2 separate regions of the Rattus norvegicus genome follow, and region 1 is linked to region 2. Evidence: chromatin contacts called from public Hi-C data. All regions are on one chromosome and are shown on one strand. Each heading gives the region's core, a stretch centred on a gene start, on an enhancer-like site or on the middle of the called end of the contact. The rest is flanking DNA. Distances are from core to core; before and after follow the strand shown. Region 1 overlaps Ankrd46 (ankyrin repeat domain 46). Region 2 has its middle 16 kb from the start of Rnf19a.

Evidence for each region. A called contact is a pair of places that touch in the nucleus more often than the background predicts.
Region 1: a Hi-C map of liver shows a contact between it and region 2, with 2.6 times the contacts expected there. The contact joins two enhancer-like sites. A contact is called at or near these places in 4 of 12 Hi-C or Micro-C datasets (kidney, liver, prefrontal cortex and 1 more) and 1 of 1 datasets of contacts at active chromatin or transcription factors (oligodendrocytes).

Annotation. Positions count from the first base shown.
Region 1 is chr7:69,533,316-69,539,907 of GRCr8, reverse strand. It overlaps Ankrd46 (ankyrin repeat domain 46), which reads left to right. Exons shown (of 5, transcript NM_001013948.2): 4 at 163-321; 5 at 5,881-6,592. The coding sequence ends at 6,097. Among named protein-coding and RNA genes, the nearest start is that of Ankrd46, 17 kb to the left of the region's middle. Within about 2 kb of position 2,372, at least 5 of the 93 cell types and tissues checked have an H3K27ac peak or open chromatin away from gene starts, as enhancers often do. A contact at or near this core is called in liver, where this site is marked.
Region 2 is chr7:69,363,098-69,369,858 of GRCr8, reverse strand. It overlaps the pseudogene Ldha-ps28. Among named protein-coding and RNA genes, the nearest start is that of Rnf19a, 16 kb to the right of the region's middle. Within about 2 kb of position 3,903, at least 2 of the 93 cell types and tissues checked have an H3K27ac peak or open chromatin away from gene starts, as enhancers often do. A contact at or near this core is called in liver, where this site is marked.

The sequences.
Region 1 (6,592 bases), core at 1,123-3,622, 170 kb before region 2:
GTTCTTTGTTTTCCCTAAATGTTGATTCAAGTGTCAGTTTCTGGTTTCTTGGCTCTGCTGTGTTTGACTTATGAACCATTGGCGTACACTTTCCTCACTGACAGGAGCTAGCCATGTGGTGTTGCCACGACAGTGACCCTTTCTTTTTGTGACCCTTTTCAGCAATCATCAAGGTGCTACCCCTTTAGTTCTGGCAAAGCGCCGGGGTGTGAATAAAGATGTCATCCGACTGCTGGAGTCTTTGGAAGAACAGGAAGTAAAAGGATTTAACAGAGGCACACACTCGAAATTGGAGACCATGCAGACGGCGGAGAGCGAAAGGTACTGAGGACTCCACTATCTAAGGCACGGGCTGAGTGACGTTGTCTTTGAACCTGTGGCTTCAGATTACAGTTGCAGAACTTGACAGAAGTGCCCAGTGATGGCACACTTGCTCACAGAGCACAAAGAGTGCACCACAGTGGATGAGTTGGGCAGGAGACAGCTAAAGGCAGGGTCTGAGGAAAGGAGACTCAGAGGTTTTTTTTTTTTTGGTTCTTTTTTTCGGAGCTGGGGACCGAACCCAGGGCCTTGCGCTTCCTAGGCAAGCGCTCTACCACTGAGCTAAATCCCCAACCCAGAGACTCAGAGTTTTAAGTGCAGATCACAGGAATGAATGGGATGTATTAAAGACAGAAGGTGGGTTGTGTCAGTCAGCAACTGCAAGGGCCGGTTGGTGGAGTGCGGGGATCCATAGAGGGAGGAAGACTCATCATAAGCAGACACCGCCACTGAAAGTCTTTCTCCAGTCTCACACCTGCAATACTGACCCTCAGAGGTGAGCAGGAGAATTTCCACAAATTCTAAGCCTGCCTGGGCCACATAGTAAGACCCTGATTATGTGGGTCTCAATCATACACAAGTGCTCACAACTCAAGCAAACGAAAAAGGAACTTTGATGTGAGCAGGAAGTATAATCTATACACTCGGAGCCCAGTTGTGGGGACTGGCAAGGTCTTCATGTGTGATTGTTTCTTACCATCACCTCGCAGGGTGGGCAGCACAGGCGAGGTCAGTCAAGGTCTGTAGAGTGGTCTGCTCTGCCCGGATGGTTTGACAGGCAGAGCCGATAGGCCTGACCTAGGTTGAAGTGGCACAGAGTCTAGGGCTCTTGGCGTCTCAGCGTTGAAATACTCAGCGAGCTCAGTCGTCACTTGCCAGCTTTCCAGCTGTAGCAGAGTGCCCGGGCCTCTGTCCCACACACCATCTGGATCACCGAGGTCAGCCCTTCACAGCCCAGCTTGGGATGCCTTCTCGGCTGGGCCAGCTTCCTTCCTCTGATGGCTGTGGCTCCACACCCTCCCTGGTCCTGCTTTGTCACAAGCACTTCCTGTTGTCCTAAGGGAGCTCAAGGTTTCACTGTGAACTGGTGACACTCGTGAGTTTTCCAGACACTGACAGGTAGGCAAAGCAGCAGGGGCTCAGACATAGAGGCGGCCCTCTCCTTCCCCTCTGCAGGGTTCAGAATCCGTGTGCCCAGGGCAAGCAACAGCGCTTAACTCTGTCTCTGCAGAGTAATGGGAAATGTGTCTTCATCTTTCTATATCAGATTACTGTAAGCTTCTTCTGAAAGATGTCTGTCTGTCTGACTGTCTGTCTGTCTGACTGTGTGCATTTGTGTACACTGATGTCTGCATCTGTGCACGACTAGAGAGGCCAGAAGAGGTTTCCGGTGCCTGTCAACCACTCTCCACTCATTCTTTTGAGGCAGGGTTTCTCCTGAACCCAGGCCTGTGTTTTCTCCATTCTTCCCCTCCCTCAGAAGTGGGGTTACCGGACGTGAGGGGTGCCTGGCCTGCTATGTGGGTACAGGGGTTTAAGCTCTAGCTCTCAAGGCTGCACACAAGTGCTCCTAACTGTTGTGTTTATCCAGCCGCAGCCTTGTGCTCATGAATTTGTGTTTTCCTGCTTGCACTTCGATCCTGGCCATAGGTCTCTTTATCAGGAATACACTTGGACTTTATTCTGCCTGTCATAATTACTAATTAACTGAGTCATGCTTGGTAGCAATGTGAACTGCTTTCCTTTGCCCTCGTTGGCCTTTGTGTTACTTACAGCTCTGTGACACTGAAGTTTCTTGACGTAAATGATTAACACCCCTGCCACTCAGTTCCCCTTCCTACTCCTGCTCTCGGTGCCATAGTAGCCTAGATTAAATTCCACTTAAAAACAACATTATAAAAATACAAATAGGGAAGTGAATAAATCCCTTACAGAAAGACAAGAAAATACAGATCAAATAGTGGAATAGTCCTTAACTCTGAGGACAGCTGTACCAGACAGGTAGGCTGTCACTGCTGTTATTGAGGTTGTGGGGAAAGTAGACTCTTGAGGACAGCATGGAACAGGAGAGCCACTTTGGAAAACAGTCTGACAGCTTATCAAAAGGAATACAGAGTTAGAATGTGACCCCACAATTCCACGCCTAGGTACATATATCCACTGAGGAAAGAAGAAACATTGCCTGTTTATCCAAAGGAGTGTTACAGTGCTATAAAAACTAATCAAGTATTGGCAGATGCTTCAGCCAGAATAAATACTAAAAAATGCTGTATGGAAAAGCAGGCGTAAAAGGTCACACACGATTTATTCTGTTGGTATGAAATGCCCAGCAGGGAAGAAAGGAGATTGCGGGTCCCTAGGGTCTGAGAGGACAGTGAGGGTGACCGATGTGTGCAGAGTTTGAGGCAGCACTGATGACGGGCTGGGAATTAGATAGTAGACATAGTTGACACCTTTGAAAGTCCTCAGAACCACTAAGTTCCAGCCAGCAGGGCACATGGCTCTAATTCCAGCACTGGAAGGCAGAGGCAGGAGGATCTCTGTGAGTTCCAGGCCACCCAGGGCTATAGAGACATAAAAAGATGAACGTTTTAGCACAAATTAGCAAAAAACAAGTAGAGGACTAAGTAGGAGGTGGTCTTACAGCTTGATCTTGTCCACCTTCCAAGCAGTATGTTTGCCATGTATTTTCGTAGGGTTCTTTCTGTGAGACAGGTTAGCTAGTGTATGACTTAGTCAGTATTTCTCCATCTGCGTATTCATCCAAGTTCAGTCTTATTCTCTTAACAATATTTGTTCTATGTGTATGGATGTTTTTTGTCTGCATGTATGTGTGTGTATCACAGGTGTGCAGTTCCAACAGAGGCCAGAAGAGGGCATCAGATCCCCTGAACTGAAGTTACAGATACTTGTGAGCCTCTGAGTTGGTGCTAGGAATCAAGCCTGCGTCCTTTGAAACAGTGGCCAGTGCCCTTAGCCAGTGAGCCATCTCTCCAACCCTAACTGTATTATTGTTATGACAATTGGATGACAGAAACAGTGAAGCTGACATGTGTTTAAAGAAAAGACTAAGCCAGGTAGGGTGGCACATGCTTGAAATTTAGCACTGGGAGACAGAAGCAAGAGGTCGCCTCAAGTTTGAGGACAGCCTGGTCTACATAGTGAGTTTGAGGCTGTTCCAATAAGACCCTATCTCAAAATGAATCTATCTCTCTCTCTCTCTCTCTCTCTCTCTATATATATATATATATATATATATATATATATATATATACACACACACACACACACACACACACATATATACATATATACATACATATATATACATACACACACACACGCACACACACACACACACACACACACACACACACACACACCTACATACCCATACCTCACACCCTCCTCTCTACTAGGGTCGACTAGTCCCTGAATGGTAGGATGGATGCATTCCCTAGCCTCTGTTAGTCTGTGTTTATCAGCAGAGCTCAGTGGGCTCCTGGAGAAGGCTCACAGAATTCTCAGTCTACACAGGGATCTCTTAGTGTGAGAGGTGTCAGCTCAAGCAAATGAAATATCAAAAGTCTCTTTGTTTTAATTTGACTTCTCAACATTCTAATCTTATAGACCTTGCTGGAATTTTCTTAAATTTCCATACTGTTGTAGACTTACTGCAAGTGTCTTGTTGTATTAGTTCTTCATAAAGAAGGAATCTGGGTGTTGAGCACAAAGGGCCCATTAGGAAGTCAGCATCTGGAGACCAGTAACACATCTCCAATAATGTATGAGCATTGGTTAAGTGTCAAGAGTCAAATCAAATCATTGGATCAAAAACTGCCAGTCTGCATGAATGCGCCCATGCTCTCTGGGAGTCCGGGCTCTGAGGCGTTGCTGTGTGCTGGTTTTGTTCTGTGCCGCTGGTTGGGAGAGCAGGAAGGAAGGGATTGTGACGGTGGTGAGCTTTCGTGAGCAGTGGACAGCTCATATGTAGTACACTGTAGACTTTCAGTCTACCACAGGGCGGCCTTCACACCCCCAGGCAGAGCTCCTGTTTTCCCTGTGGTGTTTACACTGCTCATGATAGGGCCATGAACACTTGAGTCTGTTTATAGACTATTTATACTACCATTTTAAACATTGTAAATTTTAACATTTAACATTTTAAAATGTTCAAAATGAAAATTCATAATTTGAGACTTCGTGTTCATAAACATAACCAAAAAGGTAAATTAAAAAATTCACTTGAGTGTAGTGTGTGGATGTGAAGGTTGAAAGGGAATTTCTTAATTTATTATTTTTAGCTAGGATCACTCTTCTTGCAGAAGAAAAATGAACTCATTTCCTGTTGAGGTATAAGAGAGGTAAAATGAGCAGAAGAAATCTGGACATGGTCATACACACACACACACACACACACACACACACACACACACACACACACACACACACCTGTGTTCCCAATGCTCAGGAGACTGACGCAAGATTGAGAATTTGAGGCCAGCTTCAGCTACAAAATGAGTCCTAGGCCAGACTGAACTACATAGCAAGACCCTGTGAATGAGTGAATGAATGAATGAATGAATGAACGAACGAATGAATGAACGAATGAATGAACAAGCAGTAGGGAATGTGAGACCAGTTCCTGGTCAGCAGGATGACTCAGTGGGAAAAGCACTTGCCATGAAAGCCTGAATGGGAAGGAGAGAAATGAAGGTCAAAAGGCGCCCTCTGACCTTCACATGGCATCATGTGATCTGTGTGCACACGTGCAAATGCACGGGAGATAATTAAAGGATTTTTAACCCCAGTCTACATGTACTGTGGGCTGAGTAGTAAGCTTCCATTACTAGATTTTATTTAGAGAAATTTTAACTGGGCACATGACTGAACTACATTAAGAGAGAAGTTCCCTCTTCCAAATGTTTACATTTCATTTCATGTGTTTGAGCAGTTTCCCCTACATGTATGCCGTGTGTTGAGCGTGTCAGATCCCCTGGAACTGGAGTTCTGATGATTGTGTCCTGTGGGTGATGAGAGGTTAGCCAGGTCCTCTGCAGGAGCAGCCAGCACCCTCATCTGCCAAGCCATCGCCAGCCCCTCTGTTTGAATCTTGTAAATATAAAACAAAAACAACATTTTGGTCAGTGTGTTGATGGAGACAAGGTATTTGACCTATTTTAAGATCTCCACTTGGGGCACCTTTTTAACAATGTTTTTAACGCATTTTGACAAGTATTTGTGTGCAGCGTATTCTGATGGTGTCCACCCAGCTCAACCCTCCCACTTCCCCCAGACACATACTGAGACTTCCTGATAGGATTTTAATTTAATTTGCCTGCTGCATAGTAAGCCAGGGACCTAATTGGTATAGCTCACCAGTTTACGGTTTAAGGCCACCAATGTGTGGATTCCCAGGAGTGAGTAACCAGCACATGTCTGAGCGGTCTCTGTAGCAAGTTCTCCTGTGGAGGCTGGCCTTCCCTCGGCAGTCGCCTGTCTTTGCCTTAGGATGGAGTGTGTTTTCATGCTCCTTTCTTCTCTTTGCTCTTTCCACAGTGCCATGGAAAGCCATTCACTGCTCAACCCCAATCTCCAGCAAGGCGAAGGAGTCCTGTCCAGCTTCCGGACTACGTGGCAGGAATTTGTGGAGGACCTGGGTTTCTGGAGGGTCTTGCTCTTGATCTTGGTCATTGCTTTGCTTTCTCTGGGCATTGCCTACTACGTGAGTGGGGTGCTGCCCTTTGTGGATAACCAGCCTGGGCTGGTGCACTGAGGGCTCTCGGACGTAAGGCAAGGGGCAGCTGGTGTGGCTTTTCAGTTCTTAGACCATTTGTTAGCACAAGGCAGTGAGGCCTGTCCGTGTTTAGGACTTTTATTTACTGTGACGCTTACAGAAGAATGATGTCCCCTCTGAACTTCACCCTGTAGTTGGCTATACTGCGTCCTGATGCCACCCTCTGACGCAGCCGGGTCCAAGGAAGAATTCTCCAGGCTTGTGTGACCCAAGTGTGGTGGACACTGAAGGTAGAGGCTTGGGAGGCCTCAGAGCGGGGCCTGACCTTGATGGAGGAGCAGTGGCCATCTAGGATTCCATTCGCTAGTGGCTTTGTTTTTTTGTTGTTTTTTTTTTTTTTAATTTACTTTCCTGGCAAGAGGAGGGAGAGAAAACTTTCAACTTAAATTTTAATTTCTTTTACAATCTGTATGACAAATTAGAACTGTTAGAAACTTTGACTTTAAAAGTTCAGGTTACTCAGACAGTAGACAG
Region 2 (6,761 bases), core at 2,654-5,153:
CGTCGTCAGGAACCCCCAGGTTACCACCCGTGAGTGGGATTTTAGAGGACCTTAGGAGCTGTCTGGTTTTTGTCAATCAGCTTCCCCTGCCCTCTCCTTTCGGGCTTGTCTGTGTCTTTCAAAAGGTTCTCCGGCTGCCTGAGCCACTTTGCAAAAGGCAGTCAGGCAGCTCACAGGATCACTTCAACCTGCACTGTAATCGGCCTGTGTGTTGGCCTGTATGGTTGCAAGGTTGCAGCTTGCTCTTGGAGGTCCTCAGACCCTTGCCACGCCCCATTGCCGGTCCCCACACTCTCCTCTCATTTACACTGCCAGCCCCACTGCTGAAGGAATCTGGGCATGTGACTTCTGCAGTCTGTCTCTGCACCACAGCTTCTAAGCATCAGAATATCTAGTTTCCCATAATTTTGATTGTTCTGCCGCCATTGGCTGTCTCTGTACACCAAAACAAAACCCTCTGGGGGTGATTTGAATAGGAATGACCTCCATAGACTCAAGTGAATTCTTGACCCATAGGGAATGGCACTATTAGGCATGGCCTAGTTGGAACAGGTGTGGCCTTGTTGGAGTGGGTGTGGCTTTGTTGGAGTGGGTGTGGCTTTGTTGGAGTGGGTGTGGCTTTGTGGGAGTAGGTGTGGCTTTGTGGGAGGCAGTATGTCATTGCTGAGGAGGGCTTTGGGGTCTTGTACATGTTCTGGCTAGGCCCAGTGTGGTTCACCGTCTCCTATTGCCGGAGGATCAGGATGTAAAACTCTCAGCTCCTTTTCCAGCTCCATGCCTGCCTGCATGCTACTGTGCTTCCCACCATGATGATAATGGACTAACCCTCTGAAACTGTAAGCCAACCCCAATTAAATGTTTTTCTTCATAAGAGTTGCAGTGGTCTAGTGTCCCTTCACAGTAATACAACCCAAACTAAGGCACCTCCTGTTGCAAATCTCTTCACTCAAAATTTCTACATGGAGGCTGTGGACCACATCTGAGGTTTGGGCTGAACTTCTCCCACCTGTTCTTGTACAGAGCTGACCAGCCTAAGGCTATGGCTGTGTGTAGTCATGGGTTCACTCTGCCCACCGGAAACAGCCCAGCTCTCCCGCACTTCTTAGCAGCTTGGGCAGTGAGCTTACGGTCTGTCACCTGCAGAAGGAACAGCCTATGAGTAAGAAACACTCAATTCTACAGACTTGACAACACTTTAAAGAATCAGGCTCCATCTTGCCCTTTTATAAACCGAACATAGATGATGCTAACATCGAGTCTTTTAAAATGGGTCAAGTTGTGTTTACCTTGTTTTTGTAAAAAACAACAACAACAACAAAAAAAAACACAAAAAAACCTGCCATGATGTGCATAACAGTTTTTGAAATAATTTTCACCCAAAATGGCAATGACCGTTGTGATGACCCAGCAGATAAAGGCTCCTGCAGCCCAGCCCAGGGACCCACAAGGTGAAAGGAGAAAACTTCCATAAGTTGTCCTCTGATCTCCACCAGAGCACTGTGGTGAGAGCTCACATGCATGCACAACACACTTGCACTCATATACACATTTACATATACACACACACACAACAGTCGCACACACAATACTCACACACTTATATACACATTCACACACTCATATATATATACATACATACTCACACACTCATACACACACTCACTAATTTACACAGTCATATTTATGTATACATACACACACACTATACACAGAAGCACATTTATATACACATTCACTCACGCTCATACATGCACACTCACACTCATACACATACACACAGAAAACATAATAGAAAAGAACAAGATGAAAGTAGAAAATGACAAAAGTGAAAATACTGAAAGATGCGCTCTCTCTCTAGAGAGAGAGAGAGAGAGAGCACAGAGTCATACATGAAATAAAATGAACAAAAATGATCACCTCGTAGTACTGTCAACCACCTGCTTGTGAACCTCCTTCCATTGCTCCTTATCTGCATCGGTGGTGCCCAGTTCTGGGTTCAGATTCCTCAGGGAGACACTGGCAACATTCACGTCACTCCACACATGAGTCACCATGCTCCCCTAGGACCCATCCATGACAGCTCAGCGGGTGAACGCGCAGCCTTTCTCCCATCAGGTAACAGCGCCCAGCTGAGTCCAGATTGTGATCACTCCCGGTAACTCTGTTTTGGGGAAAGCCACATAGGTCGTAGGTCAAGATATCCAGCGGGTGAGACAATGAGCGGCTTGCAGTGCGTACTGCACTTCACAGTTGGGAACGACGGACTTGAAGATGTTCACGTCTCGCTGAACCGTTGAGCCGGCTCTCTCCCTCCAGCTGTCGGCCCCCGTGTGACAATGATCAGTTTGGAGTTTGCAGTCACACTGTAGTCTTTGCTGGAGACAGTTTCTGGTGTCCTAAGGAAGAGGCTGCCAGGCTGGAGATCCATCATCTCTCCCTTCTGCTCGTCTTCCATGACATCGACAAGGGCAAGCTGAGCTGCCAAGTCCTCCATTAAGACACTGATGGTCCTTGAGGGTTGCCATTTTGGACCAGGAACCAAAAGGGACCACAGGTGCACAATGGGGGTGGTATCAGGCGCCCGGTTGCAGAGTCCAGGTTCCAAGACAATGGCTCCAGTCAAAAGAGTTTTGAAGTAATATTAATTGAATTAATATTCTCTAGAATATTGTTCCTTTTTTTTTTTTGAAGAGAGTATCTGATGTAACCTAGACTGACCTCAGACTTACTATGTAGTCACAAATGACCTTTAACCTCTGTTCCCTTTGCTTCCTTCTTCTAAATTCTGGGATTGTAGGCATGTGCCAGTAATACCCAGCTTCCAGGGGCTATTCCTGAGAAGAAAAAGAAGAGCAAAGGCCAGCCCTATGTATGAAGAGCAGGGTGGGGAGGACACATACTTGTGTTCTTGGGTATGTACAGACTTGCTCTGGGCCGGGACATAAAACGCTGATTGTTATCATGTGCCAAGGATAAGGGTTGTTGGGTAGGAACTGAGGAACAGAGCAAGAGAGACCCTTTGGCCCCATTTGCTCTGTGTGGATTTAGACATCTATTCTCAATAAGATGTCTCAGAAGACGCTACAGTGGGCACACGTGACTAGGAGCTGAAGCAGTTAGAAACTTGGTGTTTCCTGAAGACTCGTGTTAAAGGGTTGCCCATGCTGAGTGCTGTAGGAACATGATAGAACTCTGAGGGAAATTTTGGGGTCTTTGGGTCATGTGAGAGTATCCCTTTGAAGGGGCAATAGTCTCTCTTCATTCTTGTTCCCTGGCCATAAGGGGAATGGTTTGTCCCCTCTAAAACATGTTGTCTTATCATAGGTTCAAAGCAATGAAAACCAGAATCAAAGAACCTCTTCTACAAGTTTTGTCTCCAGCATCTCATCCCAGTAACAGAATGTGCCCTGACCCAAGAATGATGATGGTCTTCTCCTCTTCTCCATGATGTGAATTCTTCCCAAGACAACGCCATCACTCGGGCTCGTGTCCCTCTGAGTCTCTAACAAGATGGCGGGAGCTGAGATGTGGGATCTGAGTGTTTAAGTAGTTTAGGAGGGGTTAGTGAGTGTGACTTACATGACTCCTGGGATCCAAATCCTAAGAGGAAAGAGATGGACACACTGCAGACAGGACAGGGGGGTGAGCAAGGCCAGCTCGAGCATTTAGGAGTGGGGCTAAGGCATTTAGGAGTGAAATGTTTCCTGAAAGCGTGTTGGGAGATGTGTCAGTCTTCAGAAGCAGACCCAGAAGGCCAGACTCTGGGCCCTGCAGTCACCTGTGCAGCAGCTCCACAGAAAGAGACCAGAGGGCTGTGGAAAGAAACTGTGCTGGAGAGGTGTGCAGGAGTCAAATCTCGACAGGCCAAGAAGCAAGGACTGGGTGAGTTTAAAACCGAAAGGACACATTGGCTTCAAGAGACAGAGATCTAAGTCAAGGTGAGCAGTGTTTACTGGGGTGGGCGGGGCATATCAGGATGGGTGGGGTTTATTGGGGGCATGTCGTCGGAATAGTCTTTCTCCATTCCCCATATCCTCCTTAATGGGCTGACTTCTTTTTCTTTCAACACTGGCTTCTATCTACTACAGCTTACCGAGAAAAAAAAAAGTCCCCAACTTTTCCCTAACAGTTATGGTACAGATCTTTGATCTTTGAACTAATTAATACTGGTCAGTTTGGGTCACTTCACTTTCCCGGAAATAATCAATGTATGAGGCACTTGTAAGCCAGGCAAATGGTACATGACCTTTCCTGGGTGTCATAAATCTAATCTAAGAACCAAAAGTGAGGGAGGAGAGAGGATGATGGTGGGTCTCAGGGGAAATCAAGGTCCTGTTTATTATTATTTTCTTTTACATTTGCTTAGTGTGTGTGTGTGTGTGTGTGTGTGTGTGTGTGTGTGTGTGTGTGTGTGTACATGCCTTGGCACTCTTGTGAAGTCAAAAGAGAACTTGGGAGAATCAGTCAGTTCTGTCCTTCTGTCATGTCTGTCCTGGGTATTAAACTCAGATTATTAGGCTTGGTACCAAGTGCTTTTACTTGCTGAACCATCTCACTGGCCCAAGACCAAAATACTAAACAGGTGAAAAGTGTTACCTTCTATTCTGAGAGCGAATGAAAGGGTCAGACGGTGATTATTCCCTTAGGAATAGAAAGGACCCATCATGGAGTTGCCAACCTTTAATCCCCAATCTAAGGAGGCAGGCTCTGTGGGTTGAGGCCAGCCTGGTCTACATAGTGAATTCCAGGACAGCTGGGATTACCTAGTGAGACCCCCATCTCAAACAAACAAACAAACAAACAAACAAACAAACAAACATCTTTAAAGGGAGAAAATGTCCAAATGGCAGAGAAGTTGGAGACATGGGACAAACAGTGGAAGGGACAGAAAGCGACACTGGACAGAAACATTCGACTTGGTAGGCCATCTGACCCAGGCACTGCCTCTGCTGTTCTACCTCCCCAGTGCCCCTACAAGGCCTACTCTCTTAGAATTCCTAACAAAGCCACTCTAACCTCCCTGGGACGCATTCAGCAGTGACTGCTTCTGGGTGTAGGAGTACTATGTCGTCATGCAGGTTTGATTCTTTAAATGGCTGCTTTTCATTAAGCTCAAGTCCAACTCTCAGCTTGCCCTCGGGATAACTATAAATCCATCTCTTTCATCACAAGATCCTTTGTGCAGCAACAGTTCATTTCAGCCCGGTCTTTTCTCCTTCAGTCAAGCACAACCAGTTCTTTGACCACATATCTGGTGACATAGTTCTTCTGTGACCTATTTATCTTTCTCAAGATTCATGCTCCCACCCCCACCACACCCCCACGTGTGGGTGGGGGTAGAGACTTTGGTGTATATGTGTCTGTACATGCACATGCAAAGGCCGGAGAAGGACATCCGGTGTCCTGCTCTACCACCCTTGACTTTAAGCCTTTGAGACAGAGTTTCTTACTGAGCCCACAGCTAGGCTACAGGGACCATCTTGTCTCTGCCACTGGGGTTACAGTCATGTGTGTCCTGAGGCTTTGAACTCATGCTAGGACAGCTTTCAGTCTATTCAGTCCTCCTCCTTGTTTTTTCTGTGTTGTTGTTGTTGTTTTTAGGGTGTGTGTGTGTGTGTGTGTGTGTGTAGGTCAGGGTCTCACTCTCTATTCAAAAGCTAGCCTGAGACTAACTATATAGCCCAAGCTGGACTCACCCTCAGGAGCTAAGGTTGCCTCCTACCTCAGCATCTAAGTGCTGAGATTACAGGCAGATGCCTCATTTTGTCTACCTTTAAAATCTGATAATAAAAGCCTGAGCTGCTGCTGCTGCTGCTGCTGTGGGACGGTCACTCAGTTTACCTGGACACTATGCTTCGCCAGCATGGTTTAAGGTTTCACGGCCTTTTTCTTTGATACCGTGTCATACTTCACTCATTTTTGAGCTCGGGAGCCACCAAATCGCAGATCTTTTTCCTTAGGAGGCCTTTTGTAACTATGCAAATTGTGTATTTCAAGCCAAATGGGACTTTCTACTTTTTCTTTCAAATCTCTTCTTGTTTCTTTTGGACTTCATCTAGTCACTTGCCAAAATACAACTTGAGAAGCAGGAAGTCTTTGCACCTTGCTGTAGACAGAAACCAGTCTAAAACTATGGTGGCTACTGCTTGCTAATGACTGACTGTGTGTGGTGGCCTCACTAGCCAGCTCTCTCTCTCTCTCTCTCTCTCTCTCTCTCTCTCTCTCTCTCTCTCTCTCACTCGCTCTCTGTCCCCATGTTTGTGTATGTGTACCTGAACTTTGACCTGCCATTTTAATTAGTCACCGTCAACCTCTGCTTTCATTTTTGGCTAGTGCCAGCTGTTCTGGACAGGCAAACACTTTGGTACCTTTGGCCTTTCTCCTGTGGACAGTAAAAGACAGCAGCTCTAGAGGGGTCTTGAAATGCTAATGTCTCTGTCCCTAAGCTCTCTCCCACCCACGGATCCAAGAGCACCAGCGTGAACCTGTCTCATGTAGATGCACATTAACATTATTAAAATTCGAGGCCCCTTGTACTTCATGATTTCCACTACTGATCTCTCCCTGACAGACTTGCTTTACTTAGTCCCCAGGGCTATCTCAGCACCAGTACCACCCTCCCACCCACTTGAGCCTGCTCCCACATGAAAAAATCCTAAGTGGAGCTAGAGAGGTGGTTCAGGGTGTGTGGTGCTCTTGCAGAGAGCCTGAGCTCAGTTCCCAGCACCCATGGCAGGGGTCTCATAGCTGCCTATGATGCC